2 separate regions of the Drosophila melanogaster genome follow, and region 2 is linked to region 1. Evidence: chromatin contacts called from public Hi-C data. All regions are on one chromosome and are shown on one strand. The core of a region is the stretch at or near the end of the contact, and the rest is flanking DNA. Distances in the headings are between cores, read along the strand shown. Region 1 holds the start of CG14662. Region 2 holds the start of cno (canoe).

Region 1 (5,479 bases), core at 2,090-4,589:
ATGTAAATGTTTTGCTATATATTTGTGTCAAACGTGCGTCGTCTCATTTGCCTTGCATGCGTTCTCCAAAGATATATCGCTCGACTATTCTGAGCGATTTGGTTGAGATAGGCTCAGGTTTGGGCCGTAAAAGAGTTGTGTGCGTGGCCGATAGAGACGTAAGTTCCTCGACCCTCACCTAAAAGTAGTTTCAAATTGGAAGCGGGTAGAAGGCAGTACAAGTTTCAAGATCGCTTTCGGAATAGCTATGCGTTCGCCATCGAAGTTCTATATTTTATGTGAGGATTGTAAAACGATTCAACTTCTATAGATCCACAAAAGAAAGTTTTATGGCACAAGGATAGTCTTTGTAGTTAAATGAAGTTCTCATGCCAATTGAAAATGTGCCAAAGTGCTCTATGTTACATTTGTTACACAGTCTGTGCCTGGATGATAATTTTTCTAGCCAGGCGTTGCCTTTTAATTAACAACATTAACTGAATGCCACGCCCCAGTCAAGCGCCCCTTAAAAGAGGAGAAGAGATCAGGCCATAAATAAAATATTAAACGTCTCCTACCGCTGCTGGACGGCGGCACTTAATTACAATTTTTCCGCGCTGGCATTTTCCATTTCCATTTTCCGACTGCTACTGGGGGCATTATGTCACTGCACTCACCCACCCCGTTGCCCCCTCTCGTTCCCAGGTCAGCGATAAATTCCTGGACGCCTACAAGGTGGGCGTTATTTATTGGCCCTGCGTGCAGACGGTGAACTTCGCCTTTGTTCCGGCGCGAAACCAGGTCGTGTTTACCTCCTTCTTCAGCATGTGCTGGACCACCTTCCTGGCCTACGTCAAGTTCCTGCAGCTGCACCCTCCCGTCGATGTGGACCACCACGCCCTGGACATCCACTTCCTGGAGATGTGATTCTGGGTCGACCCGCGACTAGTTACCCCCAAATGCGATGGCACCAAAAAGCACGCCCTTGGCCGGAGTTAATGACATGTCATTTCTTTTGTATATATTTTGTGGGCCGATAACTGCGCATAGAGACCCATTTATTTTTTGCTGATATATAAGTTTTGATAAGTTCGTAGCTGGTGTTTTTTTTTCCAAATGATTGCAAGTTGGGCGTAATTGTCGGTTTTTAAGTCCCAGGGGGACTTGAAACAAAATCGGGTGTATATGACTCTTGAGAGTTAAAGATATGTTGCTAAGTATGCCAAGCAATTTTTTGAGATCTAATATTTAAAAAATTGTAATTGTAATACCATTTTCGGAAAATTGAAAATTGAATACTACATATACTGAGCAAAAGTCATTGCCCCGTGACACAAAGGGTCGTTTGAAATCAGCTGACCTGCATCAGCATTTATTAAAATTAATATTTATTATCGGAGCACTCTTTTGGCCGAGGGAATTGTGGTCCATTAAAATGCATACGTATGTATCTTCTATGCATACTAATTATATACACGACGGTATGTACATACATACATAAATGAATATGTATGTATTGTGTATCTGTGGGTTCGTTGAAGTGGAACCGCTAAGTGGTTGTGATGAATGCAAGAACTGAATGCATAAATAATGCCGATTTAGATTATTCTGAAACAGAAACATCATCGTCGAATTGTGGTCTGCATTCAGATATTCGCATTCGCATTTGGATTTGGATTTGGATTTGGATTTGGATTTGGGCAAAACCGTCAGGGAACAGAACGCAGACGATGACGATTCCCCATAATCAGGGGAATTAATATGGAAATATATGCAGCGCTGAACAAAACCGCAAAAGTAAACGGAGAGCACCAAACTCAACCCACGAAAACCAAACGCATGTTTGTAAGTTCTGTTATAAGTAAGGGAAAACGTGGCAAGCTTAAGTGGGCAAAAGGGGTGTTTGTGCTGCACAGTGGGAAAATATAAACACAAAGAGATGTTTTTGTTTTTATTTTAATTTAAAATTAGCTCTTTTATTTTATTTTTATTCACGCTACCTGTAGTGCAAAAGGGTAAGCTGGATTCCTTAAAAAGTATTTATCAGGAAAACGGACGGAAAAAAAGGACACAGGGACGGAGTTACGGGCGGACAAACGGACGGACTAATGAACAGACAAACGGACATACGAATGGAATGCAGAAGGATACAATGACAGACAGTCGCCGATCCTGATTAGGAAATTACATCTGATCAGTACTTCTGAACAAATCTTGAAACTTTATATTTTAGAAGAAACGGATGACGTAATCTAGTTGTATTTTGACTGTATCAGAGAATACTTTCAGTTTCTCTATATGGATTAATTTGTACACTACCAATATATGGCAATTATACATTTAATTTACATGTAAGTAGATACATTCAGACGGAAAATCAAAAAAGTACGTTGCGAACAATGAAGCGAAATTCAATTGTCTCTAACTCTTTGTTTTCCGTGTATACCAGCTGTGAAAAAGCAATTGAAACAAGAGTTTCATTTAATTTTGCGTCGGCCGGCACAGGCAGGCCAATCCGCCCAGCGCCCATTTCTCAGTGTCTTGGCGGGTCTTACGTTGATGTTTTATAGCGCATTAATTTCGAAAGTAGCGCTACGTGTGCCAAAAATCATTAGCAACGGAATTACGCTCAATGAAATGCAGTCGGCGTCGCCGGCAAACAAAAGCCCTCCGAGGGAGATAATACAGCGCGGCCAGGCCAGGCCAGACCAGAGCAGACCATGCCGTCCTCCGTCGATTACGATGGCGATATCGTTGCCGGAACAGGGAACCCAGAACGGTCTGGGGGTGGGTTATGGAATGGTAGCTGCCGGGGAAAACGGCAGTGGAAGTCGCTTATAAATTTACCCTAACGACAAGTTAAATGCTAAACACGAAATGCTTCAAGCCGAAGGGTTCTCATTCCAAAAACCTCGGATACATTTGAATACAAGTCGCTGATTCTGCTGTCAAGATGAAGGCTTCATACGTGAATTTGAAAGTATATGTGAACTGATTAAATCCGTAAATCCATAGGCACAGTAAAATCTTTAACGGAATATATATCTTTTTCAACCAATCCTTTTTATACTGGCAATAAGCAGTCCTTCATTAATTTAATATATTTATTGACATAGATATGGAAAGTATAATCTATATATACAATTGAATTACTGGAACTTAACCACCCAGAATTACATTATCAAACAAGTTCTTTACCATTTGTTATGCCGTCAATATTGTGATATTTCTTAATTTAATTCGTTTATGGGCACTTGAATGTATAATTATTCGATTTAATTAGTAAAACTTGAGCAACTAGAATTTTGAAAACAGCCCATTTCAATGACTCTGCGTTCGGAAAATAGAGCACATCGCGCTTATCCAATTTTATTCCGTATCGATGGCAATCTTATCACTTGGGAATAAACCATTATCAGATAATAGGCGGAACTAATTCGCCTAATGAAATTATGCAAATGGCAGTCAGTTTGATTTTGGCACAGCAGGTGCGAGCACTCCACACCACTGGAAACATAGACCCATACTATGTTCAAGTCCAAGTCCTTCGATTTGGTCATTGAGGAAAAGACAAAGAAACCGGAACGGCTCTACCAACCTCGTCGGATGCGATGGCTTAAATATATCATCCTGCCGGCAGTCTTCTCCTTTGCGCTTCTGCTGATCCTGGTCAATGTGGACTTCTCCGATAATAGTGAGGATTCCACGCATCTGGGCAATGACACATCGCTCATTATATCTGGCTATGGATTTGAAAATAACACACTGCGCCGGGGATTTTTCTCCGGAGGAATTGCATTGCATAGCCTTGTCATCGAGAACTGCACCATAGTTCATATCAACGACGCAGCTTTTAATCAGGAAAGCACTGTGAACATAACAAGCCTGCAGCTCATTAATGTGCAATTGGAAAACTTGACTGAATCTGCCCTGGAAGGTCTTCAAAAGCTTCAGAACTTTACTCTAGTCAATGAAAATAATCACTTCAGGCCATTTGGATTCCTCTCAGCTGTGGCTGAATCGTTAGTCAGTGCGGAAATCCACCAGTCACTAGCCGCGGCAATATCGTATTCAGTGTGTGATTTTTTGGGATCCCGGAATTTCCCACAGTTGAAATATTTAGATCTGAGTGGCACACACTTGGACAAAAGCCTTATTAAAGAGTCCTTTGACAATCTGCCCGCGTTGGAACAACTACTTCTAAGGAACTGTGGGTTGGGCAACATCGAGTGGGAAATCGTGAGGCCAAGACTCAAATTGTTGCACTATTTGGACTTGGGTGGAGCTCAAAAGACGGGCAACTATGAACATCAGTTGGACGTATCCGCGTTCTCTCCTGAGACAACTACTAACGCTGAAGAGATATCTACTATCCTAGCGAAGAGAGCGATGGCTCCAGAAGTAGTGGGCACCACTACACTAGGACCTACTACTTCCATAGAAATTTCACCACCATCAACACAAAGTACAACAACACCCAAAGAAGAAAGTACATCTATGACAGAAACAACGATATTAACAACACCATCGCCAAAATGCGAAGAGGAACTTTGCCAGGATCTAGAGTGCTCCAGAATTACCACCGATACGGTTGCATCTGCAGATCTGGGAAAATCGTCGTGCCAGGATGGTTTACTGGTGGAGATCTGCGAATCGACTTGCACCACTCCCACATTCTTCTGTGTGATATTAGGCGAGAACTTTACCTCCGCATCCAACTGTTGTTCCCACCATACCATGCGATGTGTGGTCTCTGCACAGGTCTCCTGGTTCGAGGACCACAGCGGACTGGTCATTGGCTTGGGAGTGGGTCTCCTCTTCATCGGCAGCTTCCTCGGCATGCTCATCGTCTTCGGAACCCTGCGCCTGAATCCATCCTGGTTGCGAGGCAATAAGCGGCGGGAGTCGAATACGATAGGACTGATTCAGGGAAGATTTGAGAAGGACCCGTATGAGCAAGTGGGGTAGGTCTTTTAAAGAGCACATAAGTGGCAGCACTTTTTTATGATACGTTATCTAATTCATTGTTTCGCCAAATACTACGTTTCCTCCAATGTCGGAATGATTATAATCATTTAAATTAGGTTTACGATGTGAGATCTTTTTAAAATATCCCTTTAAATAGTTCCTTTCTTAAAATCAATATATTTAATATTTTGAAAATTGACACATACCCACTCACCTTTCCGTCTTCGCAGAGGTCCGATTGCTACTATTGACAACAACGAGTACGTCACCGCCTATCACCGTTACCTGGAGCAAGCAAATCACCGCCCCACGGAGTCGAACAAGTATATCCGCCCGCCCAGGGACAGGGCTCCTTCTGTTCCGCCCTCCAGCGATTATCCATTACCACTTCCGGCAAGGAATTGCAACGTATACGAGAGCTGTGAACTGTACGAGGAACTTCCGTAGACATATTTCGCCCAACGACGTGTACAATAAAGATATAAATGTACGTACGAGTTCGAAAACAATATTCAGACACGATGTATTCAAC
Region 2 (5,272 bases), core at 2,465-4,964, 230 kb before region 1:
GCTCGCCGGACTCCGGATTCGGAATGCCAAAGTCAATCAAAGTTGTGGTCACAAACTCGAAATGCAATCGCCATCGCACGTCGACGAGGTCTGTGCGGAATGTGGGTGTTACGTGCAGCGGAATGGGTACCACGACCTGGGTCTGCAGCGTTGCGTAGCACACTTGGTGGGAGGTGGAAATGGTCGAAAGTTTCCCGGTTGGCTCAGGCGCCTCCTTAACCTTTGAGCTAGCCGATGTGGCCGACTTGTGGAGGTTATCTGCCAACACTCCGCTAGCTATGCTGGCCATATCAAAGGAGTTCATCGAGGAGACATCATCGCCCGTCGAGGATTGCGACTGCAGCTGGTGATTTTGCACTGGTTGCGGTCGGATGGAAAGCTCCTGCTGCTGCAGCTTTACCGAAAACTGGACGCAGCGCACCTGGTAAGATGCAGTAGGATTTTAGAAAGCGCATTATGAGTAATGACAAAAAAAATCACCAACCTTTCGGGGGTTAACGCCGGGATCAAAGTCCAGGCTGCCCACAATGTCCTCACCGAGCTTATACGCTGGCTTGAACAAACAAAAGCGGCCAACGAAGCCGCGTTTGTTCGAGATGCGGTAGAACTTCGGCGCCCGCCGAGCGGTTACGTTCTGAAAGACACAGAGCAGAGGACATTGACAAGGTACAGCTGCTTATGGGATCTAGATTTCCTTGCCTTAAGGTGGTGCCACGATATCTCAAGCTCGCTGATCTCGCGCTTTTCCAGGAACGGATTAGTGGGCGCCAGCTCTTCGTTGGTCTCTACGGTTACGGGAAGTTCGTCGGGCCGCGAAATTATGGGAATTGGCAACACCCGGATGGGAACGGCCAGCGTTTGCACCTTGGACTTGACCCGTTGCGTAGCAATGGTGATCTTGTAGAAGTACCGGATGTTGTGGCCTCTGTACGTGGGTGGGCCATCGCGGGGAATGAATTCATTGAAAAAGTCTGCAAGGCGACTTGCTCGTTAGTAAAACCAAAAAGCTAAGAAGTAGGGCAAGCTCATCACTCACACATCTTGGTCTCTCCAGGCTGGAGGCGCAGGTCGCAGAAGAGGATCTTGGGCTTGGTGGCCACAATCACCTCTCCCGGCGCCTGCGTCACCGCATCCAAAGCCGTCCTGCCGATCATCTCCGTGAGCTCCGCGGCTCGGTCGCCCGCGGATGTAGAGTAGCTAGTTTTCCGGTAGCAGTGCAGCTGCGCCGAGGCCCAGGCCAGGTTCTCCTGGCTTCTGGTCGGTTTTGCATGGTGAATCAAGGGAAGAAAAACAGTTAACAACAGCTCGGCTCACCTTGCTTCGTTGGCATTGTGGACAGCCTGCGACGCGGCTGGCTCGTCGGAGAACACCTTGTGGGTGAACTCGATCAGGCACTGGACTCTCTCGCCCGTGGCGTAGATGGCCGAGTCCGCACGCAGCAGTTTCGCCTTAATTTCAATCATTTATTTACTTTTTTATTTGGTCGCGACTCCCGTAGAGTGACCGTCTGCAGGAATTGTTCGATAGGCCCGCCGATAGCGATAGCAGCCGTGCGCGTACGCCAACCACTTTTTAAATGTCCCACCTCTGATAAGTCGTGTTACTGAATTTAAATTTTCTTTTTACTCTAGCAGAATCCCAGGTAGGCCTTGGGTATAAGCTCGAAACATTGTCATTGCTGTCGCGCACGAGAACAACCAGTATTCAGCTATATTTTATAAAATCCACGCATTATGTTCAACGGCTTACCAACCTTGATGAAATACCCAGACCGATCGCCTTTTCTGTGCGGTCCCAGCGGATTTACATTCGACAATTGTCTGCGGTGAGTTGGAACACAGTTACACCTAATGGCCAGCAAGCCATATTCAACACCCAACCTTTTACAAACCAACCTTATTCAACGAATGACAAAGGAAAACATTTCGTTTGTTAATAATTAGTTGGTTAATAGTTCTAGTGGCACAACTTTGTTGAAAAAAATTGGGTAAGCCCGCTCTTTTGAAAAATGAATCAATTCATTGCCCATTGATACACGAGATAAGCATTTTGGCTCCCCTAAGATTCACCGAATTCCCATTTGGTTGAAAGAGATGGCATTTAGGTTTGCCAATGTTTGAATCGCAATATTTAATAAAGAGTTGCTGACACGGGGTATCTTGTAGTGCAGCCACTTCGCTGTGGCGACTTTTGCTTATGTGTTCAATTCTCGTCCGCAGCAACAAACAACTAAAAGAGAATGGCCTTGAGGAGCCGAATAGCTTTACTACTGGCACCACTGTGGTGGGCATCGTGTTCGACGGCGGAGTAATCATAGGCGCCGAGTCCAGGGCTACCAGCGGCGGCATAGTTTTCTCAAAGACGTGCCGCAAAATTATTGAGCTGCAGGCCAACATTTTGTGAGCATCTAGCTATCTATGAGTACGCCATAGACATAATATAATGGTACCTTGAAACCACACAGTGCCGCGGGAGCTGGAACCGCTCGGGACACGAAAGCCCTGGTGGAACTGACGCGGGCGCAGCTGGAGCTTCACCGGATGAACACTGGGTTCCGCAAAGTGCCGGTGTGCTGTGCCAACCAGATGATACGGCAGCTGCTGTTCCGTTTCAACGGGAATATAGATGCCGACATGATCATAGGCGGCGCGGATAACACCGGAGCGCATCTCTTCTGCACTCGCAGCGACGGCTCCACGGACACGGCGCCCTTCACGTCCATCGGCTCCGGCTACCAGGTATCCATGTCCATCCTGGAGTCACGGTGGTCGGAGGACCTCTCCGAGGAGTCCGCCTGCGCCCTGGCTTGCGACGCCGTGGCCGCGGGCATGAAGAACGACCTGTGCTCCGGAGGCAAGGTCAGCCTCTGCGTCGTGCGCTGCGACTTCTCGGTGCAATGGCCCGAGCAGCTCCCCCGCCAGGTCCCACCAACTCGCACCTATCGCCTGTCACCCAAGCCCGGCCGAACCACCATTCTATCCACCTTGGTGCATCCGGTGCTTTCGTGGCGGGGCGCCCTAGCTCTGCCCGAGCCAGGAGGTAGCCAGGAGCCAGGGCGAGGACCAGGCACTAGTGGTGCCGCCAGAGGGCAGGAGGCCCCGCGCAGATCCAACAGTCTGGACGAGCCGGAGGCCAAAAGAAAGAAACGCGGAGGGAGATAGGACCCGGCTTGGGTGATCCTCAATATCCTTACCACAAATTTCTTGATTGGTCGTAAGCGTTTAGTGAGTTACCGTGATTTCAAACTTTCCATCTGGAAATTGAAGCTTGTTGCGTTATCTTGTGCAAATTACACATTTTTTGTTTCGAGCACGACCTTCCACCAGGAGGAAAAGAGCTCTGTTACCCGGATATTTGTACGTAGATGGATTAAATCAAATTAAACCAAATTATTTAAAATCCAAATAAACCAAATTATCAAAAAAGGTTTTCAGAAGATTAAAGGCCGCGAAACAAGCCCTAAAACTGTTTTCCCGTCAAAAAGGATCTATCTGCTATGACATAAAAAATTAAAATTTTTAAATAAAGTAAAAAATACGTAAGAGAATGGACAAAACAAATCTAAAAATTTGAAAAAGTTAGATCGGATGGTTGTAGTCTTTGCTGAGTGGTTGATGAATGTGCTACGCCGTATCGGTGGCAAATTTAGGACATGCAAAAATTTGGCTTTATCAACAAGTGGCTCTGCGGTCATACTGCCTGTATTCTGCGCAATCCTGCCTGCGGTCACACCGCGGAAAAATGTCGAAGGCGCGCGTTGCTCGCGTTTCTTGAGTTCTTGATTCTCATGAAATTGACAACAAATTCGCAACAAGTGCGGTGATCTTTGTTATTCTCTGCTCTTCGCCCGTCTTGAAATCGCAGTGTGTGTGCGGTTGTCGATTTGATTCGTTTCGATTTGGTCAGTCTCGCGATTTCGATTTCTCCGCAACATTTGTATTCGCATTTCCCTGCGCACTTGGCTATCTTAGACGCCGACGTCGACTGCGCAGCCGCCGCGCCGCGACGTGAAATGTGCAATAACAAGTTAAACAACAACTACGTAGCAGCAACAACACATCGACAGAGTTAACCAATATTTAATTGCGGGCTTAATTAAATTAGCCGGCCCCACAGTGCAGTGCAAAAGTGCGCAAGACTAAAAAAAGGAGGACAACGCCGCTCATTCTTCGCTCCCACTTGGAATTCAAAGCTGGATAAATTGGATTAAACCGGGCGACAAGAAATTAAAAGTACGGTACGTCAGACAAAGACTGCCCCCACCCCCTCGCCATAGCTGATATTTATGAGTTTCACCACCCCCTCTCGAAAACAAAAGCAACAATTGCCATGTCCGGCTTAGCAACAACAAAAAACGACGGCATTCCAATGGCGTCTGCTTTGTTTTCCACATACTGGAAGCCACCCGCTCCTCTTTAAGCTGCCTTTCCTTCCACTTCCAGCGGGGGAAAGGGACTCTTTAAGCGGGATGTGGTTTTGCGCTTCTCCATTTCCTCGTTCTTTGCGAGAAAAAGAAAAGGGTGCGTCGACATTTCTATTGTTGTTGTTTTCGTGGCGGTATTTTCTTATACTTTATTTTGTTGCTCACCTTCACACGTTATCAGAGTATTCATTTTGATCGTTTGTTTCGCTGGCGATGCGAAGAAGTCTCCACTGGAGTTTCGTGCTCCCTCACGCCAAACAGTTATACCTGTTTCCACAAAGAGCGCGCGCGCGCGATAGAGAGAGAGAGAGGGTGATAAAACCAAGCAACAGAAATATCTCCAGTAGAGAGCGCCACTGGAAGATCGGAATTTTTAGTGCTCTGCTCTGACTAACAGGTTTTAGTAGTAGTGCTTACTTTTCTACTACGATTTTTGTCGCGGCTAACAATTCTGTTTTCCCACTCCCTCTCTCAGTTTTTGCATGGTAACTTTTCGGTCATTGTACTGTTGTTGTTGTCTTGCACACCGCAAGAGAACAACAACAATCGGAGAAACACTGATAGCGCGGTACAGTGGGGCAGGCCAAACTAGAACCTATACATTTAAGATGTCTCCAATTTGTGATTTTGCCTTTCAAGCATACTAGTTCATAGTTGATTGTTTTGTTATTATCGGTCTTGAATGCGATGTTTAAAGAAATCTTATTTTCGAATTACGATATTATTCTTATTCCTTTGACTTATTAAAATAAATGAAAACGGCGAGTAGAGCAAAAGAGCGACCACTGTGGCTCCACAAGCTCGTTTCTCTGTTTCTCATTCGCGCCAGCTCCAATTTCGCCTTATTCA

What was found. A called contact is a pair of places that touch in the nucleus more often than the background predicts.
Region 2: a Hi-C map of the Kc167 cell line shows a contact between it and region 1, with 2.5 times the contacts expected there. A contact is called at or near these places in 20 of 107 Hi-C or Micro-C datasets (the Kc167 cell line, the ML-DmBG3-c2 cell line, the S2 cell line and 6 more) and 1 of 7 datasets of targeted methods (the Kc167 cell line).

The regions. Positions count from the first base shown.
Region 1 is chr3R:4,982,092-4,987,570 of dm6, reverse strand. CG14662 reads left to right here and starts at 3,339. Exons shown (of 2, transcript NM_141253.2): 1 at 3,339-4,943; 2 at 5,178-5,479. The coding sequence starts at 3,508. The coding sequence ends at 5,394. It overlaps lncRNA:CR43424 (long non-coding RNA:CR43424), which reads left to right and starts at 1,451. Exons shown (of 2, transcript NR_048322.1): 1 at 1,451-2,330; 2 at 2,429-3,073. plh (pasang lhamu) reads left to right here. Exons shown (of 4, transcript NM_141254.2): 4 at 685-1,071. The coding sequence ends at 906. It also overlaps asRNA:CR43478.
Region 2 is chr3R:5,215,898-5,221,169 of dm6, reverse strand. It overlaps cno (canoe), which reads left to right and starts at 3,714. Exons shown (of 20, transcript NM_001316565.1): 1 at 3,714-4,237. It overlaps Prosbeta2R2 (Proteasome beta2 subunit-related 2), which reads left to right and starts at 1,642. Exons shown (of 3, transcript NM_141258.4): 1 at 1,642-1,825; 2 at 2,220-2,399; 3 at 2,465-3,419. The coding sequence starts at 1,734. The coding sequence ends at 3,161. It overlaps CG1116, which reads right to left and starts at 1,513. Exons shown (of 5, transcript NM_169028.3): 1 at 1,037-1,513; 2 at 700-971; 3 at 485-634; 4 at 1-421. The coding sequence starts at 1,154.